2 separate regions of the Rattus norvegicus genome follow, and region 1 is linked to region 2. The links are chromatin contacts, called in public Hi-C maps. All regions are on one chromosome and are shown on one strand. The core of a region is the stretch at or near the end of the contact, and the rest is flanking DNA. Distances in the headings are between cores, read along the strand shown.

Evidence for each region. A called contact is a pair of places that touch in the nucleus more often than the background predicts.
Region 1: a Hi-C map of liver shows a contact between it and region 2, with 1.6 times the contacts expected there. The contact joins the promoter of Nubp1 here to the enhancer-like site in region 2. A contact is called at or near these places in 2 of 12 Hi-C or Micro-C datasets (both in liver).

Annotation. Positions count from the first base shown.
Region 1 is chr10:5,774,621-5,779,956 of GRCr8, reverse strand. It overlaps Nubp1 (NUBP iron-sulfur cluster assembly factor 1), which reads left to right and starts at 2,309. Exons shown (of 11, transcript NM_001009619.2): 1 at 2,309-2,365; 2 at 2,442-2,546; 3 at 4,327-4,460. The coding sequence starts at 2,347. LOC102553451 (a long non-coding RNA gene) reads right to left here and starts at 2,178. Exons shown (of 5, transcript XR_010055289.1): 1 at 2,040-2,178; 2 at 922-1,069.
Region 2 is chr10:5,739,185-5,744,250 of GRCr8, reverse strand. All of the region lies in intron 2 of Tvp23a (trans-golgi network vesicle protein 23 homolog A), which reads right to left. LOC134480647 (a long non-coding RNA gene) reads left to right here. Exons shown (of 3, transcript XR_010055291.1): 3 at 1-5,066. Among named protein-coding and RNA genes, the nearest start is that of Tvp23a, 7.6 kb to the right of the region's middle. Within about 2 kb of position 2,575, at least 1 of the 93 cell types and tissues checked has an H3K27ac peak or open chromatin away from gene starts, as enhancers often do. A contact at or near this core is called in liver, where this site is marked.

The DNA of each region.
Region 1 (5,336 bases), core at 1,060-3,559, 36 kb before region 2:
TCCTTCACCCCCTCCCCCACCTTCAGTTATCATCACTAAGGCCAATGTGACATGTCATCGCTAAAAGTCAATGCAAGTGTGTCCACAGCCACCACTGTTGCACGTTTTCCCTATGTCTGTGCTCCATACCCTATAAAGCTGGCATGACCACAATCTGCTCGCTCGCTCGCTCACTCTCTCTCTCTCTCCCCCCTTCCCTCCCTCCCTTTCTTCTCCTTCTTCTTTTTTCCTCTTTCTCTCCCTCTCTCCATCCCTGTTCTGATATGGCCTTTCATGACCCCTTCCCCAGTAATCTTTTGTATGAGGTCTGTTGTGTATTTTTATTTTTTCAGCATGACTTGGCCCCATTTACCAGCATGCCCCTTCGATGCAAAGACTTTTCAAGTCTGTTACCCTACAGTGTCTCCTACTAATGTCAGATCCACACTCATAAAGTCTCACCCACATGACTGCCCACACAAGAACTGAACAAGGACCGCTGCCAATGCACATGCCAACGTGGACGGGGTCATGGCTCAACCTTACACCTTCTACAGGAATGCTGAGAAGGGGAGAACTGATTATCCAAAACCGAATGGTCATATAAGTATATATTATAGAGAGCCAACAGGTTGTATTTATACATGTATATATAATATATAACATGTATTTATATATGTATATATAATATATGTTTAAATGTAATATGTAGCATATTTAATAATGTCGTGGGGTATTCATATGACATGAATGACAAGAGTTTAAGCCAATAGGAATATTTTGTCATTCAGAATCCCAGTGTAGCACTGAGCCTTTCTTAGAATGAGTTTTTAGGCACAAAGACCATGTTCTGGGTTGACCTACTTCAGTTAACAAGAACAATCAGTCAGAATCGGCACTACAGAAGCTAAAAAGCAAAGGTTAGAACATTTAGAGTCTTACCCAGAGCCATGGACTTTGGTGGAGTAAGTCTTTGTTTTCATTTTAGCAGGTGGTGCTGCTATGGGCAAGCTGAGTTTTACAGCCTGAATGGCACTCCATCATGGAGTCAGTTGTGCTAAGGTCTCGGGGCCGACTAAGGTTTGGAGCCCTGTTACAATAACAATAAAGGAGTCCATGAATTTGAAAAACAGCAAGGAGAGGTATATGGGAAGGAAAAGGAAGGGAGAATTATGTAATTATAATCTCAAAAGTGAAAAATCTTTAGAATCTTTCAATGAAAACAATAACAATCACCACCACCATCCTGTGCCAAAGTTGCATACAGCCATGCTCCCACGGCTGACTATGGACAGGATGTCTTCATGGTGTCTAAAACACTGCTCCACAGACACAGCCAGATTTTCAGAGAAATGGTAGCAGCAAGGACAGTGGGGACCTGGAGAAGTGAGAGAAAGCTAGGAAAAGCTCCCAGTGGGGACACAGGAGTGTGTTTGAAGAGGTTACATCAAACAAATCTGAGGGGAAAGCAACAAAACAAAGTATTATTCTCAAAAGCATAGCGATCTTAAGAGTGTTTGGGGCGCTTGTTGTTTTGTTTTTTAAGTCCAGGAGCTGGGAGTGGTGGTGCACATTGCAATCCCAGCGGCTGAAAGATGGAGGCAGGAGGATCAAATGAGACCTTTTACTTCTGGGGACCGAATTTACGGCTTTTCACTTGTTAGACAGGTACTCTACCACTGAGTTACGCCCATTTATAAAGTTTCACCTCTCCGCCAAGTATGGCAAGAAAATCATTAATTCAGGATCAGCCTGGGCAGAAGAGAGGAGAGAAGAGAGCAGGAGAAGTGTTTTATTGGTTGTCTTGTTTTGTTTCAGTGCTGGGAACTAAATATAGGCTCTCGTGCATGATAGATGAAGCACTCTCCCAACTGCGCCACAATCCCAGCCTGTTACAGAATATAAGGAAAGGCAGATTATTTGAAACTGAATAAATACTGACATGGATTGTACTTTTACTAGTAGTATTGCATCGTCACCGAGGTCATGGAGAATAACGTTCTTTGACGACAAAAGCTATACTTTAAAAACAAAACCCAAAACCGTATTACTGTGCATACGTGCATGGAGAATCTATCCTCTCTTTCCATCCATATGAGTTCTGGGATTTGAACGCAAGCTGGCTCAACAGCGCCTTTAATCGTTGGAGCCACTTCATCTGTTCAGATGCCATAAATGTTTAAGAGTCTCTCTCACTTTTAGCGGGAACAGACATAGGAGCCCCACCCACTGCACACACACGGGTTTGCGCGTGCGTAGTGCTGGTCGGGCGAGACAGTTCACGCGGCTAGAGTGTCAGATTGGACCCGCAAGGCGGAAGCACGCCCCTGAGATTCCGGTGAGCGCAGCCCGGGCAAGAGCTGCAGCATGGAGGGGGCGCCCCACGGTGAGCTAGCGCAGGAGGCGTGGGTGGTCCTGCTGGGACCGAGCCGCTCTGACCGTGTACCCTTGTCTCCGCGCAGGCTGCCCCGGGGCCGATAGCGCCCAGGCGGGCCGAGGAGCTTCTTGCCAGGGATGCCCCAACCAGAAGTTGTGCGCATCCGGAGCCGGCGCCGCACCGGACCCGGGTGAGGAAGCGGCGGGCTGGTCAGGAAGTGGAAGGGGCGGGACTCGAGGGGATGAATGACAGCGGGCAGTGGGCAATGGGCAGTATTTTCATTGGTTGAGAGGGTTTGGCGTTGAAGGCGGAGCTTAGAGAGCGAGAGGGAGGTTTTAAAAGTCAAATAGCTGGAGACCAGTGTTGGAAAGGAAGGTTCAGTCTTATCTGTGATAGACCGGGAACCGAGAGGGACATTAAAATAAGCTGGTGGCACAGGCTATCCCCCGCCAGAAATTCTAGGGGCAGAATCAGGAGGATGACTGCAAGTTAAAAGCTGGCCTGGGCTACAGGATGGCTGCAAGGTAGAAGCCAGGCTGGGCTACAGGATGAGACCCTTTATGAAAGAATGAGTGAATGAACGAACATTGGGTCGAATGTGTTGGCACATGCTTGTAATCTCAGCCCTTAAGACTTTTTTTTTTAAAAAGATTTATTTCATGTATATGGGTACACTGTCGCAGTCTTCAGACCAATCAAAAGAGGGCATCAGATGCCCATTCCACCTGGTTGTGACCCACCGTGTGGTTGCTGGGAATTGAACTCAGGACTTCTGGAAGAGCAATCAATGCTCTTAACCGCTGAACCATCATTCCAGCTCCCTTAAGACTTTTAGAAGAAGATCAGGAGTTCAAAGTCATTCTTCATTACATAGTGATTAGAGGCCAGTCTGGGCTTAGACGAGACCCTGTCTTCTTCTTCTTCTTTTTTTTTTTTTTTAAATCAGTAAATAGGACCTTAAAGAAGGATAGAATAGAAAAAAAGTGATGTGGGGCAGGTACAGGGCTCAACTGAAAACCACTGACCTCAGTATACACAAGGCCAAGCACAGAGGGCAAAATGAATAAATACTGAGGTCTTTCAGGCCTAAGTCCTGTCACATGTCCATCTCAGGTCACAGAGGCCCCATCTGTGGCAGAGAGAAGAATCCTTCTGTTAAGGAGTCTCTCAGCAGACATGAATATTCATGATCTCAGTGGAGAGACAGAAGGGAGACTGAGACCAAAGTGTGAGAGAAAGCAGACAACAGACATGTTAAACCCATCAGGGAGAAGCTATGAAGGGCCAGCTCCAGGGTGAGGAGGACTGAAAGCCTGCCTGGAAGGGTCTTGGGAAACAGGAAGCTGAGAGAAGGCTCTTGGAGGGATTCAGAGAGAGGCTGGGTTTGGTTGTTGGGTCACTTGCAGATTGACCTTGAGCAAGACTTCTGAATGCCCTCATCATGAAGAAAGTCACCCCCAGTGTAATTTGTAAGGATTTGAAACAAGATGAGACATTGGAAACACAGTGAATTGCTGGATGGTTACTTGCTGAGAGCTCTGGTGACATTTGCCACTGATCATCCCTTTTTTGCTGGGGCTGTCCTGTGCTTAAGAAACTGAACATCCATCGTCCTCAGTTCCAGTAGCAGTTCCTCCTTGTGACATCCAAAAATTTCTGCAGATGTTAACAGATTCCTGCTGGGTTGTAAAATTTTACTCTCTGCACACTTCTGTCCAGGAACTGGGACTTTGAACATCCCACTTTCCTGGGAGCCTATGTTCTAGTAGATAAGGCAGGGCATAACTAAGACAGTGTTTTCAGGCTGGTAGTGGCCATATTTTCTTCCTAGCATTTGTTACTATTCCTGAAGTGCCATCTCACAAAGAGCCTTAGAAACAGCTTAGAGAGTGTGACTCTTCCTAGCACTTTGGAAGAGGGACAGGCGGGACTGAGGCAGGGACGTCATCGTCTCCTCTACTCCTTTGCAGCTGTGGAGGAAATCAGAGAGAAGATGAAGACGGTGAGACACAGGATCTTGGTGCTGTCTGGGAAAGGCGGCGTTGGGAAAAGCACATTCAGTGCCCACCTCGCCCACGGCCTGGCAGAGGATGGAGACACACAGGTGAGCGCCTGGGCCAGCTGGAAGGTGTTCCTTGCGTCAGAGGCTGCCGATGGCTTTAGTCTCCAGGGAACCAGCCTCTCTGGCTGCCTTGACCCTGCAGGGAATGAGCTGCCAGGCCGCTGGCTGAGCTTGTTTGCTGAGTTCTCCATCCAAGATGGCAGTGTGCCTCTTCACATTCTGGGACCTTTTACACTTGCCCCTCATGAAGCTCTTTCTGTTGTCTCGAAGTCCAGATCCTGCAGCTGTTCATTGGTCCATCTCCTGTGAGCTAAGAATGCTATTTACATATTCCTGGTCCCTTCTCCAGTTAGACAAGCACCTATATAGTATTATTGGTTTTGTCCATAAAGAGGAAGACATTTTCTGTTTGCCTCTTAACAGAAGTGATCCTCGTGCTCGGTCCTTCATCTCTAGAGTACAGACAAGCATGAGACTAGAATCACCTCACCAGGCCATGGTGTAAGCCTAGCGTTTTTGGAGCAGGAGGCTTCTGAATTCAAGGCCAGCCATGGCTAGCTCCAAAGTGAGACCCTGTCTCAAAACAGACAAACTAACTCAAATTTCCAGTACCGTGCCCTGGGTGCAGCCTTGGTAAAGGTTTGCTAGCCACAAGCAGTGCAGGCTCATGCCTCAGCTCTGTCCACACCACTGCTGATGCCCAGGCTGCTTACCAGGCTCTCTCTCTCTGCCTTCATTTTCTCATCTCTAAAATGGAGCCCAGAGGCCTTTGTGAGAGGCTGCAGGTACGGTGCAAGCACAGTGCCTGCCACACAGTCAGTGTCCTGGGAATGCCCTGGGCAGCATCTTCTTCACCACTGCAGTATCAGTTCAGTTGAGGCAGCCCAGCGGGTGGCACCTAAACCCTCAAGCTCTCAT
Region 2 (5,066 bases), core at 1,326-3,825:
GCCCCCTTAAATAGCAGTTTTCACTTATCTCAACCCAGACCTGAGAGAGAAGCTGGGCAGCATGAAGGTGCTGTTGAAGGGGATCAGGAATACAAACCCACCTTTGGCTAACTAGAGAACCGAGGTCAGTCCAGAAACTGGCCTCAGAAAAACGGACAGACTAACTGAAGAACAAGACCCTGAACTCCCAAAAGAGAATATTCCTGATTCCAGTTCTCAGATTACTGATTTTGTCTACAGGGGCCATGTACAGTATCTGAAGACATATTTTTGGTTTCCACCAAGCAACAGTTTGGATGCTCCTGGTGCTCAGTGGGCAGAGGGCAGGGATGTGCTAATGACCCACAGTGCACGGGTCCCTCCACCACAGATAGGAATATGACCCTGGCAATGACAATGCATACTTGTAATCTCATGGGAGAAATAGAAATCAGAGGGTCAGGACTTCAACATCATCCTTGGCTGCCATGGAGTCCCAGGCCACGCCTCCAATAATAACAGAACGATTCCACGGTATCTCTTTTTCTACACAACATAGACGTCTTCCCCAGGGAATAAAGATAGGCGTTCTTAATCCAGTGTCTCCCAGCCAAACTCAGCTCCATGTGCGGATACTACAGAGTATGATGTAACATAAAACGTGGGCTCGAGGGCTGGCTGAGTTCAGACCCTTGAACTTAAATATCATTGTGATATTGAGCAACACACTCAACTTTCTGCCTCGGTTTCCTTAACCTTGATCCTACAATATAATAGTCCCCATAGCACAGGCCGACCATGCAGAGGCAATGAATCTTCATGCATAGGCTACAGAGTGGTGCTGTGTGGGGAAAGTGCTGGATAACCTGTGCCTGGTTGCTGGGCATTTGCTTTTCTTCACTCTGAAAGCATCTAATCCTATCCAAGCCTCCCCGTGAAAACAGTTTCTGTATGCAACACGGGGAACTCAGTGTTCTATGGACAGTTTTCGTTCCATGAGATGCCTGCCTGCATATCTGCAAGCCACTGACATGTGACTTCCTGCAGTGTCTGAGAGCAGGGGACCGAGTTCTCAATTTTATATTCATGAGATGGGCGTGTCTCTCGGTCTACAGACGCTTCCCTAGCATGCAAGAAACCCTGAGATTGATCCCAACACAACATAAACTGGGCGTGGTGGCACACACCTGTAACGCCAGCACTCAAGAGGGCAAGAGGATTAGAATTTCAAGGCTATTACTGACTACATAATAAGTTAAGGCCAGCCTGGGCTACATAAAAAAATGATCCCATTGAGCTGGAGAGATGGCTCTGGGGTTAAAACACTGATTGCTCTTGCAGAGGACCTGGGTTTGATTCTCAGCACCAACATGGCTACTCACAACCATCTGTAATTCAAGAGGAGCTGGGCTGGCTCTCCTGGTGGTGCTTGGCCTCTGTCCTGTGTCCTTCCTGAAGCTCAGGAGCTCAACCCTACTCAAAAGCCCACACATGCCTCCACAGGCATCCATGACTTGAATCTTGGGTGCAGGAGCTTGGCTGGGGGATGTTGGATTGAGGTCAGATTAGTCTGACCCCATGCATTCCTGAAGGTGGCTAAAAGTCCCCTCGCTGGCTAAAACATGGTCTGCTACACAGTCCAGCTGAGTTACCGCAGCCCTCTGGGATTTCACTTCTAGGTGAGTGCCTCCGAGAACTGAAACATATGCCACATCCCCAAACATGGACACAATGCTCACAGTGACATTCGGAATGAGAACTGAAAAGCAAAGATAACCAAAGAACTTATGAATGGGTAACAAAGTACGATACACCCATATGCTTGTCATAAAAAGGAAATAAACGTGGCTAAATACCCAGAGAGAAAAACTTGGAATCCACGTGGTGTAAGTTGTAAAGTGCTGGCTGTGTGAGCATACGGACCCTAATTCAACCATCAGCAACCATGTAGAAAGCAAGTGTGGTAGTTCCTGCTTGTAATCAGTGCAGACGGACAGGCAGGCACGTCTCTGCGTCTTACTGGCCAGCTGGCCAGGGCAGGTCCCAGTGGGAGACCTTGTCTCAGAAAACAAGGTGAATGGGTCCCAAGGAATGACGGCTAAGTTTGTCTGGCCTCCATACGTATTCACACACATGTGCTTCTGTATCTGAGCACTGTGTCTCTCTGTCTCTCTGTCTCTCTGTCTCTGTCTATCTGTCTTTCTCTCTCACACACAGGTCACACGTTGTATAATTTCAAATGTCAATTTACTGAGATAAGGGGTGCCTAGCTGGACACAAAACACTCTTTCCAGAAAAGATTGGAATTTGAATGGGAGAGCCCCTCCCGCAAAGCAGGTAGAGCTCAGACCTCTACCAGGGCCTCAAGCATAGTGGGAGGAAGAGGGCTCCCCTCTCAGACAGAGCTGGGACACTAATCTCCTCCTCCCTCAGACATAAGTATAACCAGCCCCAGACCTTGGACCCAGACTGAGCTGTTGGGGATTGGTTCTAATGCTTAGAATTAATCTAGTCCCCCAAATCAGGAATCTATGTGTACAAACGCTGAAGGACCTTGTCCCCAAATGGTTTTTGATCAGTCAATAAAGAGCCAACAGCCAATAGTTGAGCAGGTAGACTGAGCCAGGACATTTAAATTTGCATGGGCAAGGGACTGTGAGAGAGAAAAGGGAGGGACTGCCATGTCTTCAAGGGATTTCAAATCAGATTTAGAGCTGCAGAAGAAAATTCATCCAAAATGTAGGTGGAAGGGAAAGGGCCCTGTGGGAAGGGCTGCCCAGAAGGTAACAGGGAAGCAAAGTCAAAACACAGATTTAGGAGCCGTTGAGCCGGGAGTACTGGAGGGAAATGTATGCTAGCCAGGTGGAGGCTTAGAACCGCCTAACCTTTGAGCTAGTCAAGGCATATTTAAAATTAACTGGGGCTGGAGAGATGGCTCAGTGGTTAAGAGCACTGACTGCTCTTCCAGAGGTCCTGAGTTCAAATCCCAGCAACCACATGGTGGCTCACAACCATCTGTAATAGGATCTGATGGCCTCTTCTGGTGTGTCTGAAGACAGCTACAGTGTACTTATATATAGTAAATAAATCTTTTTAAAAAATTAACTGGTGTGCATGCGTGCGTGTGTGTCTTTCATTCACAAATTCAGATAGCTTTTGGGTGGGTATGCGCGTGTGACCCATCCGGCACACAAAGTGGGATAGCCAAACTACCGCTACACTTCCTAATTCAGACTGAGCCTCAGGTCACTGGCCTGAACTCTCCAAGACTGGAGCTCACAAACTTCACAGAACTCCAGCTTGCTGATAGATCCTGGGGTTTCTCAGGCTCCAAAATCATGTCAGTCAAGTTCTCATAATAAATATCCATGTCTGGATGGATATATATGTATATGTATATGTGTGTAATGCAATTATTGATTCCATATGAATACACCCATGCACACAAACATGCAAATAAACATAATACATCTATACAAACACATACATATATACACATACACTTGCTTGCACACACACACACCCATAACATTCCTACATATATACATAGACACACATACATGTGCACACTTACACATGTATATATATATTTTTTTCTCTCTGTTTCTGGAAAATTCTGACACAGATTTCATTTCTATTAAATGTTTGGAATAAACACTTCTGAGTACTTTGGTGGCCCGTTGGGGGTTGGGGAAGAAGTGTTGGGGAGTGATTGTCTCATAGTACAGGGTTTCCGTCTGGGGTGGTGAAATAAATATGGAAGGAGGTCATGGTGCTGGTTGCACTCCGTGAGTATACCCAAAGCCACATTGAGCTTCAGACTGTCAGTGAGTTAATGGTACACAATTGCATTTTAACTGAACATATGCACGATACGGTCTCCTTGATACATGATCTTGAGGCCCATGTAGTCTATTATGAGACCCTGCTCAAAAGAAGAAAGCATCTCGTGGGCTGGAGATGCAGCTCAGCTTGGAGAGTGCTGGCCTAGCATGAAATCTTAGGCTCAGTGCCAGCACTCTAGACTGGGGATGGAGGCACGGTCCTTGAGTCCCAGTACTAGGCAGGAAAGCCAGAAGTCCAATGGGACTACATAGGGAACTTGAGGCCAGTCTAGACTACACAACACCCTACCTCAAAAATTAAAACATCAACAACAAAACCAACCCTCAAACAAACAAAAAATGCCGAGTTAGCAAGGGCGTGGAACATTGGAAGCTTCTGCTGTCTGTCTGTCTGTAAAATGTTGGCTGCTCTGGGAAACAATTCATAAGTTCCTCAAAACACAAAAAGAGAACTTTATCCAGCCCACAGCCCCACTGCTGGGAATATATGTAAGAGAATTGAAGGCAGGGTCTCAAAGGTGGGGTGTACAAACCCGTTTTCCAGGTAGTGTTAGTCACCAGGCTCAAGAGGTGGAAGTCACCCAGTTGTCCATACGTGAGTGTGACAGACTCATAAAATGGGCTAATACTCAGTCTTAAAAGAGGAGAACATTTGACAGAGGCAGGGGCAGGCAGACCTCTGAGTTTGAGGCCAGCCTGGTCTACAGAGTGAGTTCCAGGACAACACAGGGCTACACAGAGAAACCCTGTCTTGAAAAACCATAATAAAGAAATGAATGAGAGAGAGAGAGAGAGAGAGAGAGAGAGAGAGAGAGAGAGAGAGAACATTATAGTCAGTAAAGGAAGCTGCTGTGATGGGCAAATGCTTTGACTCCACTTTCATGAAGTGGAGACAGGAAGCAGAATGGTGGCTAACAGGTGGTTAATAAGAATGAAGAAAGGTTTGATGGGCACGGAGTTTCACTCTCGCAGAATTAAGAAGTTCTAATTTACAGAAAAGCAAACTTACCCAACACTATTGCCCTGCATATTGGGAATAACAGAGGTCAGACGTTGTCTCCTAAAAATAGCATAAAATAAAATAAAAAACAGACTGGGTGTGGTAGCATCGCCCTGTGAGTCCACACTCAGAGGCTGAGGCCCAAAGACAGGTTAAGGTCAGCCAGGGCTACATAGGGACCCGGCCTCAAGAGAATAACTACAAAGAAAAAGAAATGCTAAGCTAGCTGGGAAACACACACA